2 separate regions of the Mus musculus genome follow, and region 1 is linked to region 2. A link is a contact called in public Hi-C data. All regions are on one chromosome and are shown on one strand. Each heading gives the region's core, a stretch centred on a gene start, on an enhancer-like site or on the middle of the called end of the contact. The rest is flanking DNA. Distances are from core to core; before and after follow the strand shown. Region 1 overlaps Ust (uronyl-2-sulfotransferase). Region 2 overlaps Ust (uronyl-2-sulfotransferase).

What was found. A called contact is a pair of places that touch in the nucleus more often than the background predicts.
Region 1: a contact with region 2 is called in a Hi-C map of cerebellar granule neurons, with 2.0 times the contacts expected there. The contact joins two enhancer-like sites. A contact is called at or near these places in 6 of 484 Hi-C or Micro-C datasets (bone marrow-derived dendritic cells, cerebellar granule neurons, granulosa cells and 3 more) and 3 of 115 datasets of contacts at active chromatin or transcription factors (CD8 T cells, effector CD8 T cells and memory CD8 T cells).

Annotation. Positions count from the first base shown.
Region 1 is chr10:8,496,120-8,501,408 of GRCm38.p6, forward strand. All of the region lies in intron 1 of Ust (uronyl-2-sulfotransferase), which reads right to left. Among named protein-coding and RNA genes, the nearest start is that of Ust, 20 kb to the right of the region's middle. Within about 2 kb of position 3,307, at least 36 of the 459 cell types and tissues checked have an H3K27ac peak or open chromatin away from gene starts, as enhancers often do. A contact at or near this core is called in cerebellar granule neurons, where this site is marked.
Region 2 is chr10:8,425,998-8,431,765 of GRCm38.p6, forward strand. All of the region lies in intron 1 of Ust (uronyl-2-sulfotransferase), which reads right to left. Among named protein-coding and RNA genes, the nearest start is that of Ust, 90 kb to the right of the region's middle. Within about 2 kb of position 3,209, at least 18 of the 459 cell types and tissues checked have an H3K27ac peak or open chromatin away from gene starts, as enhancers often do. A contact at or near this core is called in cerebellar granule neurons, where this site is marked.

The DNA.
Region 1 (5,289 bases), core at 2,057-4,556, 70 kb after region 2:
GGGGAGGTCCTAGGGCCTAGCTTGAGAGCTACTACTGGTTTTGTTTTTTGTTGTTGTTTTTGTTTGTTTGTTTATTTGTTTTGCTTTGTTTTTTTTTTCTAAACGGGCGTGCACCTATCACACTGTCTTCTGCATATCTATGCTTACTTCCACAGATCAGTGCTGCTCCCGGTTTTAGCTGCAGAAGCTTCTTTTTCCAGTGATCAGAGCTCGTTGCCAGACCAAGTGCTGAACATAAGCGACTGTTGAACACACAGCCATAAGTTGCACATCTATATCACTCTCCTCTCCCAGGCACAGGGATCATGGAATGAATGGGTAGGGTGTTATAGAACACTCTCTTCCAGGTATGATAACGGCTGGTGCACTCATGAGCTCTCTCAGACCTGTGCAGTACATCCATAAGATTGAGTTGCTCACTATTCCACCATAGAGATAGAGTCTATCCCTCCCTGAATATCTAATAAACAGTAATCATTGTTGGCAGAGAGAGAAACAGTTTCATAAGTGGTGTAACCAGTGGCTAGGTTGTCTGTGTTCCTGTAACCTTAACCCACACTCCTGTAACTCAATTAGATTCATTCTGTGACCCCCGCCCCCAAAAAAGGACAACAACAACAACAAAATCACTAGTTTGAAAAGATGAAGGGAACAGTGGGAATAAAAAAGAACAAACGAAAATAATGATGTGAATATAATCAAAATTCATAATATGTATGTACGAAAGTGCCTCACGTACCCTATTTTTATATACTATTGATGTATGGTAATAACATCTTTTAAAGATTAGATCTAGTGTTCATGAGGGTACAGGCAAAGCCAGTTATAACCCACTGGCAAAATATACATACTTATCATTTTACAAATGGACAATTTGAATAATTAATAAATAAATAAATAGCCCTGGGACTCACTAGCCACCCAATCTAAGCAAATCAGTTTGATCTTCAGGTACAGTGAGATTCCCTGTCTGGGGGGTGGGGGGGGGGGACCGGGGGAGGAAGAAAGCTGAGGTTGACCTCTGGCCTCCACAATCATGTACATATGAACAAGTGCACACACATAGACCTACGAGAAGTGTATAGAAATCCTTAATATCAGAAACCTAGATCCCTACTGAGTTAGTCTGAAATCTTCGCTCCTAAGTTTTCCCTGCTTGCCGCAAATGCCACAGTATAGCTTTCTGGTTGCTTGGATACTTGGAGGATGGTCTTCCCATCCACACCCCAGAACTTGCTTGAAACACAGAATCTCAGGTGCTACCCCAAATCTGCTGCAGGAAGACCTACACTTTAACAAACGCTCAGCTGACTTGAATGCAGATTAAACTTTAGGAAATACTAGTATCAGATGCTTCAGGTTAAAGTGTGATGGGTTCCATTGGCGGAACTTTAGACAGAGTTAAAGCATTCCTACATAGTACTTTGAAGGGACTGATTCACACCCCTAGCTCTCTGGCCCTCTATCTACTTAATTTCCAGCTCTGTTAGGATGCCATGTGCACAGCACCTAGACATGTCCAGCTCCACCCGAAGGAAGGAAGATCAGAATGTCCAAAGCTCTCAGCTTATCTAAGAACCCTTGAGAACCCCTGGTCTCCCCGCAAAACCATGGTATTAACCAAAGAGCACAATGTAACTGCAGCCAGACACAACAGGCCCTTGCTTCTAACCCTCACTCCATCCCATACCTTAAACCCTTGGCTGTCCCTCTTAGTGTAGAACAGACCCTTCTCTTCCGCCCACAAACCAGTGACAGTGTCATTAGTTACTCTTGCTCTAGCAGCCAGCACACAACTGATGTTTGCTGAACATGCGTTGAGGAATTGAGCCTACCTGGATGGAAGAGCCGACAGATGAAAGAGAAAGGCTGCCGAGTCAAATGCACGAGGGTCAGCATGTGAAAGCAGGAGCAGAACACACGTTCAATCCTGTAAGTCTCATGGATGTGAGATGGCAATGAAGCCTACACCTTCAGAGCAAGATTCACTCTGAAATAACCAACAACAAAATCACCTACCATTCCAAAAAGGAGGCAGAATGGAGCCAACCCGGAGGGAGGTGGGAGATTTGGGCATAGTAGCACATTATGCGAAACAACAGGTGACACATGAAGACAGGAGCCTGCATAGCAACTGAAGTATGTTCTTGTATGTCACCCTACCAACCCAGGAAGCTCTGCTAACCATGTGCATAAACACTTACCCTAGACCAGAAGAGCAGTCAGAAACACAGCACCAGCTATGTACAGGTCAAGATATACCTTTCCCCAGCTAGAGGTATCGGGCAAGCAGGACGTAAAGAAGCCTGTGTAAAGCTGGAGACATAGCTCAGGTAGTATATGCATGCCATGAAAGCATGAGGATTTGTCTCCCTCCTACATACACGTTTTTATAAAGTCAGGCACAGTGGCCCTCGGACGGACGCCATCCCAGCAATGGGGAGGCTGAGAGGTGGCTGAGGCTTTGGCACCAGACAGCCCGGTCCAATCAGAGGTCCTAATGAGAGACCTCAAAAATAAATAAGTAACATGGATTGCTCCTGAGAAACAATGCCTGTGGGCTGACCTATGGCAACCATACACATGTGCACAGATATGCACCCACACACTGGAGCCAACACACCAATATGCTTACATGCGCAGATATGTAAATTTCACACCTACATAAACCATTTAGCAAATGCAATAGAATAAGTCCCCATGATGCCTCAGAAGCATGAAAACATGAACTATGATCACTCTGTGGCCAATCTAAGCCAGCCTTTGCCTGGGGAAGCAAAAGGTGGGGGTCACAAGGTACTAACAGTATTCCCTTCCCCTCTCTGCTCTCTGAGGAATCTCTTCCTCTGTCAACATGACTCAAAGAACATACCCACACATGGTTCACTCTGAAGGCCTTCCAGCTCTGCTCAGCAGGTTTTTTGAATCAGAAACAGCATGAACAAGATGGCCTCCATCCTGCCATCTGCTTATGTGAGACACGGACACTCTTGTACTGATGTAGCTTGCTGGCATCTTCTCTCCGTCTTTCCCGTGTCTTATGTTGGAGAGCTGCCTCTGAGGGTTGTTGAAAGAGCCCACCACACACTTCCAGAAAACACCCACTTTACCCCCACACTGCTTAGATTGGCTGTACACGCAGAGATTATGTCAACATTTGCCTTCAGGGAGACCTTCTGCAGACTGGCCTCACCACAAACGAGGTCAGTCTGGCAAGGCAACAAGGCCAGGTGGCCAAGCCTCAGCTGCTCAGGCCACTCCCCTCCTACTCACCTCTGCCTCAGCTTCCCCATTAGTCACCACTTTCTGGTTTTTTTTTTTTTTCTCTCTCTCTCCTGTGGTAAAAGTAACTTCCCCTTGGAGTGTCTGAGTCTGTATGTGATGTCACCCACATTCCTTGGCATGTCATGGGAGGAATTCTGACACTGCAGCAGAATGAGATTGCAAGTGATTCCCCAATCTCGTGTCAGTGGAACTCCAACCAGATGAATCAGGCCCACTGCTCAGTGGGACACAAGAGAAAAACCGTCCGGGCAGGAAGCTGTGCTGGAAGCCCTGAGCCAGCTCCTTCTGCCTCAGTGCGTCTTCTTTATATCATCAGCAGCTCGAGGGTGCAGACAATGCAGTATACTGGTAGGTCTGTCAGGATGGTCAGATGAGACTCTGGTCGTGAAGACAGCATCTGAGCGGCACATCACCCAGCAAGAAGCTGTTGCCAAGAACCTGGCCATGTGTGCACTGGAAACCTCGAGGCTGCTTACTCTTCAAGGCACGGAAATAACACATTCTCAAAAAAGATAGATTCGAAGGTGGCTGAGGGCCGCAGCTCCCTCACATCCAAGAGAACTGGATTGTTGACAGAAAGGGCATATAAATGGAGAAAAGAGACGAGGATGGAGAAAGTAATTAAAACCAGCTTATCTTTGTTGTGGCCTCATTAGCCTGTTAGGAACAGCCTACTCGGATGCTTTGCTCGTTTGGCTCACAAGTTATCTCTTTCTTGATGCTTTGTTAATTTTTAACTATCTGCATATTAGTCTCATTTAAGGAAACACCTGTACTAAGTCTGATTTTTTTTTTTTTTGCTTTGTTTACAGGATGGGATTAATCAGCAGTTTTGGTGTTAATGTCTTTAATTTCTCTTCTCCCCTTTGGTGACTGTTCAATAGTTATTTCGAAAGAAAAACAGCTGCTATACAGGTCATTTTTCTAGACAAGATTGCATGTAGATGGGAAGGGGCATGGTAGCCAGTCTTGCATTTTCAACTATTTAGAAGATTTTAGAGTATAAGAGAATGTTCTATAGTTCTTCTTGAAGGAACAGAAATAAACAGCAGCCCAAATGTGGTGGGACAAGACAGTGCAGAGGTTCCACCATCTTGTATTCTTGCTGAGTCAGGTTTAATTAGATTCTGATCTCTGATAGAGAATCCCATGGGAAACGACCTAAACTTTATTCTAGGCTGGGATCTCCCAGCAGTCTGTTAAAACTGCTTGTTTGTGTGGACCATTACCAGGTAGCTAACCCTTTATCTTACCTGCCAGTCTGTGCAAAAATCCTTCCTGGCTAACTACTTAGCTTCTGTTAAAACTTCTTTCTTTGAACTGCTTACTCTGTGAAGCTCACCTTGCAGTTGCTGAGAAAGATGCCTGGAAGAGATCTCTGCTCCTGAAAACCCCTATGCTCTGGATACTTGGGGCCACTCCTACACAGAAACACTTGGGTGTGAGCCAAGCTGGCTGCAATAAAGACTTCCAATTAGCTATACACTGTGACTGCGTGGTCATCTCTGGTGAGCTTCTCTTAACTCAAGAGAAAAGATTAGGACATTTAAAAGACCTCTGTGGATGTTCCATGGTGGAGTACAACAGCCAGAGAGCTGGGAAAGGTGTGACAACCCTCTGAACAATAGCTTCCTGTCCCTAATGTGATGGCTAACATTATGTTTTAAATCTGTGCTTGAGAGATCTATAAAAACAAACCCCCTCTAATGGTAAGCCCCACTTGCCCAAGGACAGATAACTTCCTAGAATGCTGGTGGCTATTGTTTAAGAACAAGCTTGGTTGCCCCAACTGCACAGGATGTGTGCAGGAGGTTTACAGGCAGGAAGTACGTTAGCATGTGTGCTTGGCTCTGACTGGACAAAGGCAGGAAGTACAAAGTCTTGTGGGTTGTGCCTTTACAAGCTCACCACCATCACCAACAACAACGTAATAATTCAGCACCATATTCTGAGCTTGAGTCTCGGGTATGAATCTGGCCAGTGTCCATGGTCCTGGCTGGAATT
Region 2 (5,768 bases), core at 1,959-4,458:
TAAACCATAATATAAGTATCTGTGTTTTCCTCAGTCTTAGGTGACCCCTGAGAAAGGGTTGTTTGGTCTCCAAAGGGGTTTCAACCAACAGGTTGAGAATCACTGTTCTAGAGTTTCACTGTTAGAAACCTGACAACCATTCTCAAAACAATACTTTTATATATGTCAGATTGACTATGCCAGACATTGAGCTAATCTTAGAAGGCTCACTGTTAAGTGGGAAAAGCCACGTGAAAAGGAACGATGAAAATTAAAATAAGCAACGGTCCCAAATGCTGGCAGAAATATGAATTACAAGACTCACACATTAGTGGGAGTGGGAAAATGGACAGTGTCTTAGTCAGGGTTTCTATTCCTGCACAAACATCATGACCAAGAAGCAAGTTGGGGAGGAAAGGGTTTATTCGGCTTACACTTCCATACTGCTGTTTATCACCAAGGAAGTCAGGACTGGAACTCAAGCAGGTCAGGAAGCAGGAGCTGATGCAGAGGCCATGGAGGGATGTTCTTTACTGGCTTGCCTCCCCTGGCTTGCTCAGCCTGCTTTCTTATAGAACCAAGACTACCAGCCCAGAGATGGTCCCACCCTCAAGGGGCCTTTCCCCCTTGATCACTAATTGAGAAAATGCCTTACAGCTGGATCTCATGGAGGCATTTCCTCAACTGAAACTCCATTCTCTGTGATAACTCCAGCTGTGTCAAGTTGACACAAAACTAGCCAGTACAGACAGATAGTTTGGAAAACTGGAGTTCCTTAGGAAGTGGTACATGCTTCCACTCCATGATCCCATTGGTGAACAGATAGGGATGTATTTACACAAAGAAAATGAAGACATGTGTTCTCAAAAGAAGAAAAAATCAAAACGCAAAGAAACAAAACCAAAAACCCTCTCAGGCACACAAACACTCACATCGCTCTTGTTCATGATGGCCCCGGAAGAGAAGCAACCGAAGTGTTATCGGCAGGAGAGTGAGCAGACACATGTTCATGAAAGGGGATGCTGGTCGAGAAATGAAAATCAACGAGCCTGAAGTGTGGCAGATATCACCCCTTTAGAAACAGTATGAAGGGTAAATGAAGGGAGAGGCATGCATGCATACTCTAGACTTCTATGATGTTCAGGAGCCCTGAGAGCTAATTCTGGGTGGCTGGGCCAATAGGAAAAGGAATAGGAAGAAACTTCTTGGCCAATAGATGCTGATGGCTGGATGGAGGGTGACGTGAATGTGTGTATTTATCAGATCTCATCAAACGGTACATGGATGGTATGTGCACTCACTCAGTGTAAGTTTCGCCTCAACTTGAGTATTAAAACAACAACAGCAAAGCAAAGTGAAACAAAACAAAACAAAAACATCTCCAGAAGACAGATCTTAGTGATGGAGTACTTGACCAGCATGAACAAGGTTCTAGGTAAAATCCTGAGCAATGGGGGCCAGGGAGGGGGAGGAAAAATAAAAATAAAATTCAGTACAATAAAACGAGTCGACAGCCTCAGGAATCCATTAGAGGCAGGGTCCTAGTATGTTTTTAAACCCTATCTACTGTGACTGGAGCAAGTGGCTTCTTCCTGCTGAGTTTCACCCCCCCCCCCCTTATAACACAGGACAAAGGGGCCTTTCCCAGGGCCGCTGTGAGAGCTAAAGGATTCTATCTTTATTTACTTGAACAGCTAACAACTATTTTGCAAGCATGTGCGGTACTGAAAACGGACTCCAAGGCCATGTTCATTCTAGGCGAGTGTTCTATCTCAGAACTGCATTCCAAGCTGTTAAAAACAAAACTGAAAAGAGACAAGCTCCGCAGGATATCAAGCCCGGTGCTTGACACGGTACACACAGAATGAGTGGTTGGTTGTCCTTCTCGCTAAAAATAAAAAGGCATGAGTGTGTGCACAGCGTTTAGTCTCACACAAATGGGAAAGCACGTGAATGAACAGATGGGTTGGAGAAAGTCTAAGCAAGCCTCCAGAATAGGATTCTCACCAGGTGGAGAGAAGGGTAAAGACCACTGACCTTTGCACCTGCTTTCTCATCTGTTCATGGAGCTCAAGGAACCTAAGGCAGAAATTCACCGATGTGCATTATGCAGAGAACACTGTGCTGTGTTCTCTAAATGGAAGAAGCCATGGATATATGGGTCATGTTAGATGCACAGTTCAATTCATCTAACTGGAAAAGCTAGCCAAAGTTACAGAAGTGCCAGGACTGGCTTGGCCCACTGGCACTGGATGGTGGCTGGTAGGGCAGACTAATGAGGTGGCGTGGTTTTAGGTGGACAGAGATGGGGATGGAGTCGACATCTGGTGTTCATGTGGCCTTCTGAAAATTATCTCACCTACAGCCTCAGTTTTCTTAGTTGCAAAACTCCCAAAGAAGTAGTCGTCAAGGTTAGCCCTGATAACCCACCTGAACGCATCTACCAAGAGACAAAACAGTAAGTAAGTGGGAAAACCCTGAGCTCACAGAAATGGCCACGGGAAAAGCCAAAGACCTGAACCACAGGCTTGGGTAAGAGTCTGAAACTAGAACTGTTAGCATGTAAACAGTCCATTGTTGTAAAGTCACAAAGCCACCACATCGTAAAATCCAGTTCAGTGGGGGAACTGCCTGACAGGCAAACAAGAAGACCTGAGTTCAGATACCCAGCAGGCATGATGCACTGTCTCCTGAGAACTGGGGGGAAAGAGACAAGCACAGGAGAACCCCTGCATCTGCTTGCCAGCCAGGAAGTCACTGAGCCCCAGGTTGGTGAGAAACACTGTCTCAAATAGATGGATGAATAAATAAATAAATAAATAAATAAATAAATGCAAGCTCCAGGTTGGTGTCTGTCTCAAACAAACAAACAAACAAACAAACGCCATGGAGATTACAAGAGAGGAAGACAATGTCGACCTCTGACCTCCATGGGCATGAACACACGTGCACGAACAAACATGCACACATGCATAAGCATGGCTGCACGTGGCTGTGTGCACTTGCATACATACACACACACACACACACACACACACACACACACACATATATACACACCCACACATACACACAGAGAGAAGGAGGACAGAGACAGAGAAACAGAGAAAGACAGAGAGACAGACAGAGAGAGAAAGAGAGAGAGAGACCAAGACAGAGAGACAAAGAGACAAAGAGACAGAGAGAGCCAGTCTCCTAGCAGAAAATAAGCAACGCTGAATAGCCCAGCTGCTTCTACAATGTCCCATGAAGGCTGGTGGGATCAGCTCAGTGGCCATCTGCTCTCTGCTTCCCCAGTGAACAGAACATTTAAAAAACTATTTTATCTAAAGAAGACGTTTGGTAGCTGCTGCTTTCCTGACAATTTAATCTGGGAACAATGTCTATTCTCATAAATCTTCAGGTGCCTGCACCACAGTCAAATTTAGGGTTTCACATGTTCGCTTCTGGCAATAATTACATAGGTGTGCTCTTTATTTTATTTACTATCTCTTTCCCGTGTTTTATTTAGCTTCCAGAACCACACAAAGTATGTCATCGCTGCAACAGAGCGGTTTTGTAAGCCCGCCAAGCGCTACTCCCCAGGAGTGCCACAGACCAACCCTGTTATAAAAAACCTCTTGAAATACACAGCTGAGGGCCATACTGGATCTGCTGTCTCCAAAACAAGGAGTTTAGATTGGGTGCAAACAGACCCACACTGAGGAAATGACATGCTTTAAACATATCCCACACTCCAGCAACAAGAAGTAGCAAGTGGTTTAATATGCCTTACATAACCTCCACAGGTGAAATGATGACCAGTCAGGGGGAAAAAATGACCCCAGCCTTCCCTGCTTGTCCGGTCCTCTACTCCCTCACATTGCTGTACCTATCCTCCTAAACAAAGTCAGGAGTAGCCCTGCATCCCCTTCAAGCCCTTCTTATTTGAAGCACAAGATTCCCAGACCACGATCTTTGTTAAGTTCTCTTTAGCAGCTAGATGCTACAATCATGGCTATCTAAAGATGGTTATAGCAGAAACCTGTGTGTGGCTATGTGACTGTTTCTCTAAACACAGAGAAACAGCAAAAGAATTAAGGTTTACCTTCTCTCCACCAACCCCACACCCGGAAAACAATTAAACAAATCTGCACCATTACACTGGCATTTTCTATACCCTAATGACAGGCTTCCAACCATCCTCAGAAAGACAGACGTTGGCGTGGCTGGCTATTCACTCTCTGCCATTACAAGGGTAGAAGGTTCTTAACCTTGGAGACTATTGTTTGCTTTAGAGGAACCAAATCAATAACTCACAAAACTGCCCAGAATCATGCAGAAACATGGCAGAGCTCAGATGAGTTCTCCCAGGGAATGCTAGCAGCAATCCTCAAGTCTATTCAAACATACACAAAGCAAAACACAGCTGTCATTGGGCATGCTGGGAAGAACAGGGAAAAGGCAAAAACAGTAACCATCAAATAAGCCTTGCATGTACCAAGCATCAAATAACAGCTAAACCAAAGCAGGATTGGAAGCAAACAAGTGTGTCATGTTAGTGGACTCCCCACCCCCCCACCCCCGCTACCCCCAGTTTCAAGGCACAGAACTTCCCAGAGGTGGGAACTAGGAGAGGGAGGGCAGGATCATTTCAGTAATTACTTCCCTCCACAAATATTAACTGGGGCCTATGAAAGGGATCTTACATAAGCAAATGCAGGTGTGGGGCCTGTCTGATGGTCTGAATTGCTGTGGACGCGAGAAATCGTTTGACTTCATTTTTAATGTACTTATACCATATGACAGTCTTTATGTTTAGTAAACATTTTCTGCATGAGTTATGGGACGTGCATTTTATTCTGCTTTCAATTTTACCAGTCTTTATTTATCAAAATAAATAAGTAAATAAAACCAATGACCACAACAAAATATCAAGAAGAGCCACTACCATTTCAAGGTTATTTTTATGCAAAAACTATTCTAAGTCGCTGAAGAAATAGAAATGTTTCATAAGGCAGGGGGTGGCCAAGCACAAAAGCAAGCTTTCATTAGTAAACATGGCTGGCCCCTGTAAGGGAAGGACGCACGCTGAGCTGTGGACAAAAGGGGGCCCTGAAGAAGACAAGAGAGGGTGAAGGCTGAGGAACTGGGTTTCAGAGGATGAGACACCACAGGAAGCAGCACCGCCCCAGAACCTCCAGTGCAGGAGGACCACACACAAAATTCCTAAAAGCAGCATTTCCTTCCTTTTCCTTCTCTCTTCTCTTCCTTTTTATTACTATTTTTAAAATAGGATCTCACTATGTAGCCCTGGCTGGTCAGTGAACTTGCTATGTAGAACAGGCTGGCCTCGAACTCATGGAGATCCACCTGTGCTGGGATAAAAGTGAAACCATGTCCAGACAGTCTTTCTTGTATCTCCTTCCCATCTCCTCCTTTGCTGTTTTTTTGATCAGTTGATTGGTTGGTTGGTTGGTTGGTTGGTTGGTTGGTAGGTTGGTTGGGCTTGTTTCTAGAGACTGAACTCAGGGCATCACAAATACTAAGTGTGTGCTCTCCCACCTGCATATAACTTCCCCTAAATGTGCCTCCTTTTTGCTGCAATTATTAGAAAAGCTTTAACACATGGAATTCACATTTTACAAGAATACTAGATGATTCCTCCAAAGGAAAAGCTGGAGGTGACTTCTGCAGGTGTCAGAGTGTTTGACACTGCAACAAGACATTGTCATCTACAAAGTTCATGCTCAAAAGCTGTGTGCTCAAGTTATCCCCTCCCCCAAAAACATTTAGAAAACTCACAACGT